Linked DNA regions of Mus musculus: region 1 is linked to region 2. Evidence: chromatin contacts called from public HiChIP or PLAC-seq data. All regions are on one chromosome and are shown on one strand. The core of a region is the stretch at or near the end of the contact, and the rest is flanking DNA. Distances in the headings are between cores, read along the strand shown.

Evidence for each region. HiChIP or PLAC-seq counts read pairs in DNA pulled down with a chosen protein or histone mark.
Region 1: a contact with region 2 is called in an H3K27ac HiChIP or PLAC-seq map of embryonic stem cells, with 6 read pairs. The contact joins the enhancer-like site here to the promoter of Fgf20 in region 2. A contact is called at or near these places in 7 of 484 Hi-C or Micro-C datasets (embryonic fibroblasts, embryonic stem cells, forebrain and 4 more) and 1 of 115 datasets of contacts at active chromatin or transcription factors (embryonic stem cells).

What each region holds. Positions count from the first base shown.
Region 1 is chr8:40,326,890-40,331,772 of GRCm38.p6, reverse strand. All of the region lies in intron 1 of Micu3 (mitochondrial calcium uptake family, member 3), which reads right to left. Among named protein-coding and RNA genes, the nearest start is that of Micu3, 21 kb to the right of the region's middle. Within about 2 kb of position 2,547, at least 15 of the 459 cell types and tissues checked have an H3K27ac peak or open chromatin away from gene starts, as enhancers often do. A contact at or near this core is called in embryonic stem cells, where this site is marked.
Region 2 is chr8:40,284,299-40,289,285 of GRCm38.p6, reverse strand. It overlaps Fgf20 (fibroblast growth factor 20), which reads left to right and starts at 2,333. Exons shown (of 3, transcript NM_030610.2): 1 at 2,333-2,864. The coding sequence starts at 2,579.

The DNA of each region.
Region 1 (4,883 bases), core at 1,298-3,797, 42 kb before region 2:
AAAATTCAAGTAAACACAATGTTATGAGGTATATAAAACTACAGTTGATTATACACATCTTTCCCACTGCAAAATAGGTTTTTCTTCCATAATATTTCTTTTCAGAAAGAACTCATAAAATTCAAAAGTATCAAGAGCAACAGACTTTATATTTTATGAGAACCTTACCAGTTTATATATCAGGAAATTCTGAAGAAAGAAAATTTAGATTTCTAAGTTGAATGGATACTGGGTGTTTAGACATAGGGAAAGCCTTTAGGTGTTGGACAAAAAGACAAATTTCAACTTAACTTGGAGGGGGTTGAAGTTGGCACCATACAGAAGCAGCTTCACAAAGGGTCTTAGAAGCAGTTACAGGGAATGAAACAGCAGAACAGGAGGGCTGGAAGGGGGAGCGTATGACGTAATTGGCTCTGGAGCCCATCCAGGACACGTGACATTCAGAGGCTCGGCAGCATGCAAATTGCTGCAGGCTGCTTCAGAGATGAGTGGATCAAGACACGCGCAGCCTGGGTCGGGAAGAAGGAATTTAGTCCTTGGAAAATTAGTATAACTTCCTTTAGATATAAAACTAGGAAGGACTGGATCACAGGGATCAGTTCCATCAGCAATGTTTAAGTGGCCTCATGATCAATTAACTCACTCTTTAAATATTTCTACTGGTCTTAGTGTTTGTGGTGAAGTTGGACTTATAGGTAGGCAGTTAGGTGAACTAGTCAAGCTGAGAGAGTTAAATAAAACCTATCCAGGATTTTTATTTTGTTTTTCCATATGAAGGTGAGTATTGTTTTTTCAAGGTCTATGAAGAACTGTGTTGGAATTTTGATGGGGATTGCACTAAATCTTTAGATTGCTTTTGATAGGATGGCCATTTTAATATGTTAATTTTACCAACCCATGTGCATAGAAGATCTTTCTCTCTTCTGATACTTTCTTCAAAGACTTGAAGTTCTTGTCATATATACAGGTCTTTCATTTGGTTAGAGTTACTCAAGATACTTTATATTATTTGTAGCTATTGTGAGGGGTGTTGTTTCCCTGCCTGTTTATCCAGCACCTTCGCTGAAGGTGTTTATCAGCTGTAGAAGTTCCTTGGTAGAATTTTTGGGGTCATTTATGTATACTATCTTATCACCAGCAAAGAGCAATACTTTCACTCCTTTCTTTCCAGTTTGTATCCCCTTTGTTTCCTTTAGTTGTTTTATGCTTTAGCTACAACTTCAAGCACTATATTGAACAGATGTGGAGAGTGGACAGCCTTGTCTTGTCCCCGATTTTAGTGAAACTGCTTTGAGTTTCTCCTCATTTAATTTGATGTTGGCCATTGGCTTGCTGTAGAAACAACAAACCTGGTTTCACTGTGGCTCACTGAGAATGAACTAAGAATCAGGGAGCCTGCATAGCTCACACCTGGGCCTGTGTATGTTACAGTTGTGTAGCTTGGTATTTTATGGGACTTGTAACAGAGGGAGTAGGGCTGTTCCTAATGCTGTTAGTGCTTCTGGGACCCTTATCCTTCTACTGGGTTGCCTCATCCAACCTTAGTATGAGGTAAGGTGCCTCATCTTATTGCAACTTAATATGATATGTTTGGCTGATATTCCTGGGAGATCTGCCCTCTTCTGAAGGGAAACAGAAGAGCAGCAGACAGGGAGGAAAGAAGTGGGGGAGGGGGATGGAGGTGGTGTGGGTTGGAGGGAGGAGAAGTTTTGGTAGGGATGTAATATATCAGAGAATACATTAAAATAATAAGAAATTAAAAAATCATCTCCTTTTCCAATGATTTTAGAGGTATTTTAATCCAGCAACATGGCTGCTCTGGTAAGGGATTATGTTCAAAGACCTTCGAGGTTTCTGTAATCCAGTTGGAATGCAGACACACCCTTTGTACACACTTTTAATCAAACCAAACAATGTAGCTAAGGTTAGGTGGTAAAAGGAAGCAGCCAGATTTGAAAGTGATGTCTAATTGAGAGGTAGTTTTTGCCTCAGTTTGACAAACAGGTGCCAGAGAGAACAAGCGAGACACTGTTGAAGAGAGGCAAGCCAGAGAATGAGAAGGGGCCAGAAGATTAGAAGAGATTGCCAAAGTTAGTATGAGGCCAAGCAGAGCAATTTAGTAAAAAGCTGAGAGAAAAAAACAAAACAAAACAAAACTGGAGTTTGAGCCAGAATAGCTGAGTTAAACCAGCTAGCCAGAGTTCAGAAAGAACTAGAAAGGGTGAGTTTATTCAGCAGTAAGCCTCTGAGATGACAATTATATAGGAGAATAAAAGTTAATTTTAGAAATGACAGCTGACTTTTTCAGTTAGTCACTTAAGTCTCAATTTTCAAATATAATAATTAGCTTGCCTACAGAGAAAAGAGTTCATTTCTCTGTCACCTATGGATCCAGAAAGAATATTCTAGGACTAGGATTAAATGTGTGCTCCAGGCAATCTGCTTTCTGCAGTACTCAAACCCAGCACACTGAATGACTGCCGCAGTCCATCAAGGAGAGGATGAAAGAACTGCAAGAAGCCCATGTGTGAAGTACGCCTGGCCAGGCTGAGCAAAGGTTAACCTGCTCTGCTCACAATGAGCACAAGAGAGCTTAGTCACTTAGTCACACAAGTGTGACTGATGCTGGCAAATAAAGAGCAATCTATATCGAGATCTATATCCTATCTAGTAGGGAAGAAAGAAGAGATCATGGTTAAGTTTCTTTTATCTGTCACAGTACTTTTTGGAACATCAAGTACTCACGTGTGGGAACACGGTCTAAGAATGGAGTTGTGTGAGGAGAATCCCGAGTGTTCACAAGAAAACTCTTAAGAAATAAGACGAAAATCTTGTGATCTCTGTTTCTTCAAATCATGGAATTGTTCTTGACAAGAGCTCTCATGCCCCTCCCAGGTGTACTGGATAGAGGTGAGATTAATTCAGATTATTCATTACAGCTGGCTATTATTTGTTTATGTCCCTTCACAAAGAAAATCCTGTTTTTGCTACATGCAGGTTGCCCTTGTGATTGGACATTACTCAGGTGACTCTTCTTAATCCTCAGCATAAGCTATCTGATGCTCTGAATAAAGTTGGCCACTGCATGAGACTTCAGTCCGCCTATTTCTTAGGTTCTGCTCTGCTCTCCCAGGTTCACTCCACAATTGGAGCAGTAAACACATGGAATAGAAAGGCTGAAGGAGAAAACACTAACAATAGATATGTTAAGAGGAACCGAGACTAATTTCATAAATAATCCCAAACTGCAGTATTCAACGCTCCGTGAGGTACTATCTAACTGTCCTCATCAGTCTGCAGGGGACAGAAAGTTTCTGGGCTCACTGGCTGACAGTCTCCACGCACATTTATCACCACGAAGGCTATGTTCTTCTGTCTTCAACAGGGCCACCATAGACTTGAAATTTCATGTGTGCACTTACCTTTCTTCTAGCTTTGTGTTTCCAAATTTCTCAAAATGTTCTTTAGGGGTTTTTTGTTTGTTTTCCCATAAACACTGAGATCTGGTTCTCTATACACTCATATTGAGATACTTAATATGCACCGAAGTTTTCTGTTCTTTTTCCAAAAACCTATCTATGTATCTAGAGGAATTTTAACAATAATTAGCATTACTGCCCTATAATTTCTAAAAAATAATTTCAACTAATAACAGCTAAGCAGGCCATGATCTTTGTAGTTTACTCTACAATTAGAAACCTGGGATTTTTCTAAACTAAATCTGGTGACAAGTTGCTATATCAAGAACACGAAAATTCTAAAAGTTAAATTTCTTTCATCATTGTTAGCCCAATTTCCCTCTGAAAATAAAGTATCATATTTCAAAATAATGAAATACATGAATAATTTGACAAATATTACCAATTAAGTATAAAACAATGAGAAATTTTTTTAGCTTTACATTGAAATATTCTAAATAGACACTGAAAAAAATCTTATAATACTTTTTTTTAAACACTACAGGAAGACACAGAGAGCAAACATTTAAGAGAAGGCATTGCAGCAGCACTGTCAAACTTTGCAGTTTTGAAACATGGTCTGATGAGGTCCAGGCTGACTCTACAGCTAAGGATAGTGAGCTTGAGCCTCCTTCTTCTACTTCTCAAATTCACGGAGTACAGAAAGTCCCACCACATCTCATTGCCTGTGGTGCTAGAATTTGAACCCAGAGCCTTCTAGAGGAAGTTGGCAAGGCAAGTGCTCTACCAACTGAACTACATCTCTAGTCCCAAAGGATTTTTACATGTAGCAAATTTTTAATTAACTGGAAAATTTCACATTATAGAGATATTATAAAATACCTGTTTAAAACCATTCAAGCACAGGCCTCAAAATTGGCACATGAATTTTTTTTTGTATTAACAAGACCACAGAGTAGTAGATAAAATCATAGACTTGTAGAGTTATCAGAAAATTTAGACTTATCTTTTTATATTATTTTAAGAAATTACATCTTATACTTTCTACAAAATAATAACAGTATGACATTCTTTTTCACATTAGCAACAAATGTTTAGGAACTCTATCTCTAGAAAAAATGTATTTTTCTTTATTATTAAGAATCTGTGAGCTTCACTTCAGGTTCTAATCTTGAGCTTTCTACACATTAAAAAAATGGAGAATTTGAGCCTGAGGAGATGGCACAGCAGATAAAAATACATATGCAGGTCTTACAAAAATGAAACCTGATTTCAAACCCTAGCATCTATATAAAAGCTGGGTGTGGGCTTATGCGCTCCTATAACTCCAAAGCTGGGGGCGGGGGCAATTACTGAGGCTTAATGGCCATGTGACTCGCTTCAGGAAACCTTTTGTCAAGGGAATAAAACAGAGGGCTATTAGGACACCCAACTGATGGCATCTCCTAGCCATGGGTATGTGCT
Region 2 (4,987 bases), core at 1,084-3,583:
TGTGTGAGATACAAGAGATTTAAGAATTCTAATGTCTATAAATTACACAGCAGGACAGCAAATGTTCACATGAGGAAGTGCACACTGAACTAATACCTCCAGGAGCAGGTGACAATAATATGTTGTGGAATAATTAACAGTGTTATACTTCGCATAGAACTTAGATCTTGAAACAGACCTCATTTAAAAGGCACTTGATCTAAGTTTAAAAACCTTTAAGCGCCTCCTCTTTAAAAGTGATCAATGTATGTTCTGGCTACTTTAGTTATCCCGCTATGAGATTCACACAACTTTGATCTAACTTTCTTTGATTTAACACTGCAATTAAGAAGATTTGGTTCAAAGTGAAAGCTCATTGGTTGATGCTTTACACTGATGTGATAGTGTTTACACAGATGTGCTTTGAAATCTTGATTGGGGTGGATTTGGGGGTCCCACCACAAAACAGGCTGCGGTTATTTGAAAGGTAAAATAATATGACATCTACCTGGTGCATCCTTTAGAAGAAACTTATTGATATATGTTTCTAAAGTAATTGATCTGCTTGTTGTTTTTAGCCTGGGCTTTTGTTTTATTCTGCATCTATCAACAGTAAATCACTTATTTTAAGGTCTCTTTTATAACCTGGTTCCACAAGGGTCAGTAGTTAGACCTGTGGTGACAAAAAAGTGTAACTTTACCTCTTTTAAAGCACCTGCCAATTAATTATCCAAAGCAGAAGGAGGAGGAGGGGGAGAAGGGGAAGGAGAAAAGGGGAGGAGGAGAAGGAGGAGGAGGAAGAGGAGGAAGATGAGGAGGAGGAGGGAGGGAGGGACGAGGAAGAGCCAGCTTTCAGAGAAAATAAAATAAACCAGTCAAATCCATTTGAACTCACAAGTTTAGGCTTTTTCTGAATAGGGCACAAAACAAGACGGAAATTCTAATCTTAAGCCAGTCTTTGAAACCCTATGCGCAGGAAAAGAATACATCTGACCAGTGATTCTCAATTTTTCAGCCACCTATGGATTTCCCTAGGCCAGCCAGTGGAACAAAGTTTTAACATATAACTAACATATATCTATATAAGTTTTAACACATATCTAACTCCCTCAGGCCAATTTATTTATTTTACAAGTATGAGTAGGAACTCCTAAAGCTTACCAGTAATTTTGAAATCTCTGATACTCATCAAGAACCAAAATTATTTCTGGCTAGTTATTTTGAGATTTTTATACTTGAAGTGTGAACTTAACAACAACAACAACAACAACAAACAACAAAAGGGTTAGCTTCTAGGAAGCTACAGCTAAGACAAAAGGAAATGTTCTTAGATTGGATAAGGGTACAGAAGCAGCTATCGTTTATTTCACTATTGTAGATAGTATTTTTTCATTCATAGCAAATTATAAGAATGTGAGCGAGCCTACTTGAGTGGACTGTTCTCGCTCCCCTCCCCCTCATGATTATATTGTGCTATTTGACTATTCTAATGAGCCCAGGACCTCCACACACAATTTATCATTTCCATAGACATAAGGGAATCCTGGTTATATCATTTGCTGAGTTAAGATAAACATTAAAGAGAACTTGAGGTGGGGGGGGGGCAAGGCGTTTCTACCCTAAGCTTGATTATGTAAAGAAAATCCCCCATCTAAATGATAAAAGAAAAGAGTAATGCTTGTACATTTTATTAGTGTTTTAAAATTAGTGAGTTAAACTGTCAAAGCTTTGATTTTCCTTTCATGTGTGTCTGGGCAGGTCTAAGCCTCAGGTAACGCCCTTTCCCCTTCTTCCTCCTTGCTTTTCTTTGCACCTGTCCACTGCAGGCTCCCAGCAGCTCCAAGGAGTCCAATTCTCTAGCGCCTTCATTTTTCTCCTCCCACTCATCTCCGGTTCTGTACGCCCCCCCCCCCACTCTCTTCAGTATTCTTCAAGTTGGGCTCCTTCTCCCAGCTATCTATCTCTGTAAATGAGCTCACATCAAAGGTGGTTGTTTGTTCAGCAGCGGCTAAACAACATCATGGTTGTCCCAGAGACAACGTAGTATACCAGGTTGTTGGCTGAGCCTCCCCGAATTTGCTAGCTGACTGACTTTGGCCTAGTGCAAGGAAAGAGTTTTCCAAGTGCTCCGTTTTAGTCACTTCCGAGGAGCACAACGTGTAGAGAGAGAGGAGGCTGGTTTAAGATTTCAAACAAAACCAACCTCCCCGGCGCGCATGAAAGGACTTGATTAGCATATGTCAAGAGGACCCGCATATATACCGGGAGTGTATGTACACAGGACTCTGATCTGATCAGTTTGCTGAGCTGGAGCCTCAGCCCCCAGCTCCAGCCCCAAATCAGCAGCCTCAGCTCTAGATGTTTCTGCAAGGCCAGCAGCCAGCATCCTCCTACCCAAGGAGAGAAGATCAATCTAAGAGGGTGCACTGCACCGTCCCCACAGGGACCTCACAGGAGTAACCCAGCCTTAACTTTTTTGGTACCTATTTGGCTATAATTTTTCTGCATTCGCCTCGCCACCCTTGCTACACTTTTTATTGGCGGTGCAGAGGGAAGTCTCCTGTTTTCTGGAATTTCAGTCATCCTGTCCGGCCCGTCCATGGCTCCCTTGACCGAAGTCGGGGCTTTCTTGGGCGGCCTGGAGGGCTTGAGCCAGCAGGTGGGGTCGCACTTCTTGCTGCCTCCTGCAGGGGAGAGGCCACCGCTGTTAGGGGAGCGGCGGGGCGCGTTGGAGAGGGGCGCCCGCGGCGGGCCCGGTTCCGTGGAGCTGGCGCACCTGCACGGCATCCTGCGCCGCCGGCAGCTCTACTGCCGCACCGGCTTCCACCTGCAGATCCTGCCCGACGGCACCGTGCAGGGCACCCGGCAGGATCACAGTCTCTTCGGTAGGTACAAGCATCCCGCCCTTACGCCCTCAACCCCCGCCTCCTCCTCTTCCTCTTCTCGCCTCCCACCACCACCCTGGCAGAAGGGAATGAGCGGGAGCTGTGTGCTAACCTGAGCCTCTAGACATTTGGGGTGCAAGGTCCCGGGCTCAGGGCGTGTGAGAAATTGTCCTGCCATGCAGGAGAGCAACTCTAGGTGCAGGGGGTGGAGGGTGGGGAGAGGGAGAAAGGGCGGATGGGTCCCTCACTCCTGGTACAATGCTGCTCTGTTTGCTCTACTGCCTGGGGCACAAAGTGTTGGACTAGGAACCATGATCTGTCCCCCAACCTTGCCTGCACTCCTTCCTTCACAGTCAATTTTATTATTTTAGGAGGTCCCTATTCAGAGTTCTCTTCCTTCCACACTTGCAGTTCTGTGGCTACCTTTTTGAAAATTAGTAACGGGAAGCATCCCAGTTCTTAAAACATGCCCCGCAGTTATGCAGCTAGTTCTGCCCCTGTCTCTCTCCGAAGGGATGGTTCTTAAACAGGATGTGAATCTTCACGTGTCTACTTAGAGGTCTGCCTGGCTGCAGTTCTCTGTTCTGGTTTGGGGAGGAGAGTGAAGGAGATGGAGCAAGGGAGGAGGGAGAAGGACTGAGCATGCCCACCTGGCCAAGATTCTCTTTAGAAATTGCGAAACTGGAAAGCAGAGATCTTGGTATTGACCTTAGGTAAGAGGAAATGGGGGAAGCGAAAGAAGATATGGCTGGGAACACAGAGAATCTTTTCTACATACAACAGCAATGCCCGGGAGCAGAAGGGGTTAATAGGATGAAGGGACTCTAGATTAGATCAGTAAAGTATCTAGTCTTAATGACTCCCCAGCCAGCCAGGTAGCTAGCAAGTGCCCCCCTCAGTGTGAGTCTTGCTTTCTGGCCCGCACAACAGACAAGTCAGGTTAAATCAGATAGTTTGCTAAAGGTGCTTTCTGATCCTAATATCCCAGGATACTTTCCCTGTGGCTACATTTTTCGTCAATTAACCTGCTAACACACTCAAGGGACTTTCCTTATCTAACCTGTGATGTCATTAAAGGGTGTCATTTTATTTAAAAAAAAACACACACACACACACACACACACACACACACACACACACAACATAGTGTCTTTTATTTGTCAGCATCATGAGGAATCGCGACACACATCTTTCTTTTTCAGTATGATATTTCCAGAGCATCTCATTTCGTAGTGGCTCTTCCTGGTCTCGTTTTCCTCTTCTTCTTCTTCCACTCCCATTTCTTTGTGCACTTGCAGTGCTCATTAAAACTTTGTCGAAGTGTAAATCTCCGCTGGGGAAGCATGTGTAACCTTAGATGGGAGGAGCGGCATGTGGTGGTCATTTGGCAGCACTTAAGGGCTTAGAAAACTGACTTTTAAAAATCCCCACGTGTTTGCAGCTCTCACTGATCCATTCCAAATTCCCACTGACAATGAGTCAAGAGTGCTATGACCTAGTGGCCAACCTGGGGTCACTTTTGGAAAGTGTTTTTCTTTTTTTTCTTTTTCTTTTTTTTAAATGGAGGAGGCTGACATTATGATTCTAAAGAATTTGCCTGACACCAGCTGGTCTAGTTTTCTTTCTTTAAGAAGAGTACTGTACTCATTACATTAAAAAATTCACCCCCTGCCCCCAATTGCGCTAACACTTTCAGGCAAAGCAGCCAGAAGTTAAAGGTGGGCTGTAGGCAACATCTGACTTTTCTGCCAGATACCAACGGGGTAAGGAAATGCTTCCTCTAAGCCTCTTGTAACGTAGGTGGTATCTCTTCCACTGTGTTCTGTCTCCTTGGAAGACAGATTCTATTGGAAGAGATTGGTGACTACTAGAAGATGGGGTGAGATTCAGGGAGCTGTACTGAAACCTGATCCTTTAGGAATGGGTGTGGCGTATTCTTACTAATATACCGTCAAGCTTATATTTTGAATGTCTAGGAAAATATGACTTTGTTTCTGTGTTGGCTTAAGTCATGTTTTAGTGAGAGACTCTATAGAGAAAAAAAATACTCACTGTTACATAAAAGAACCCTTATTAGTATGTGAAAGTAAAGGAACAGTCTCTTTATACCTTCCAGTGCTCTG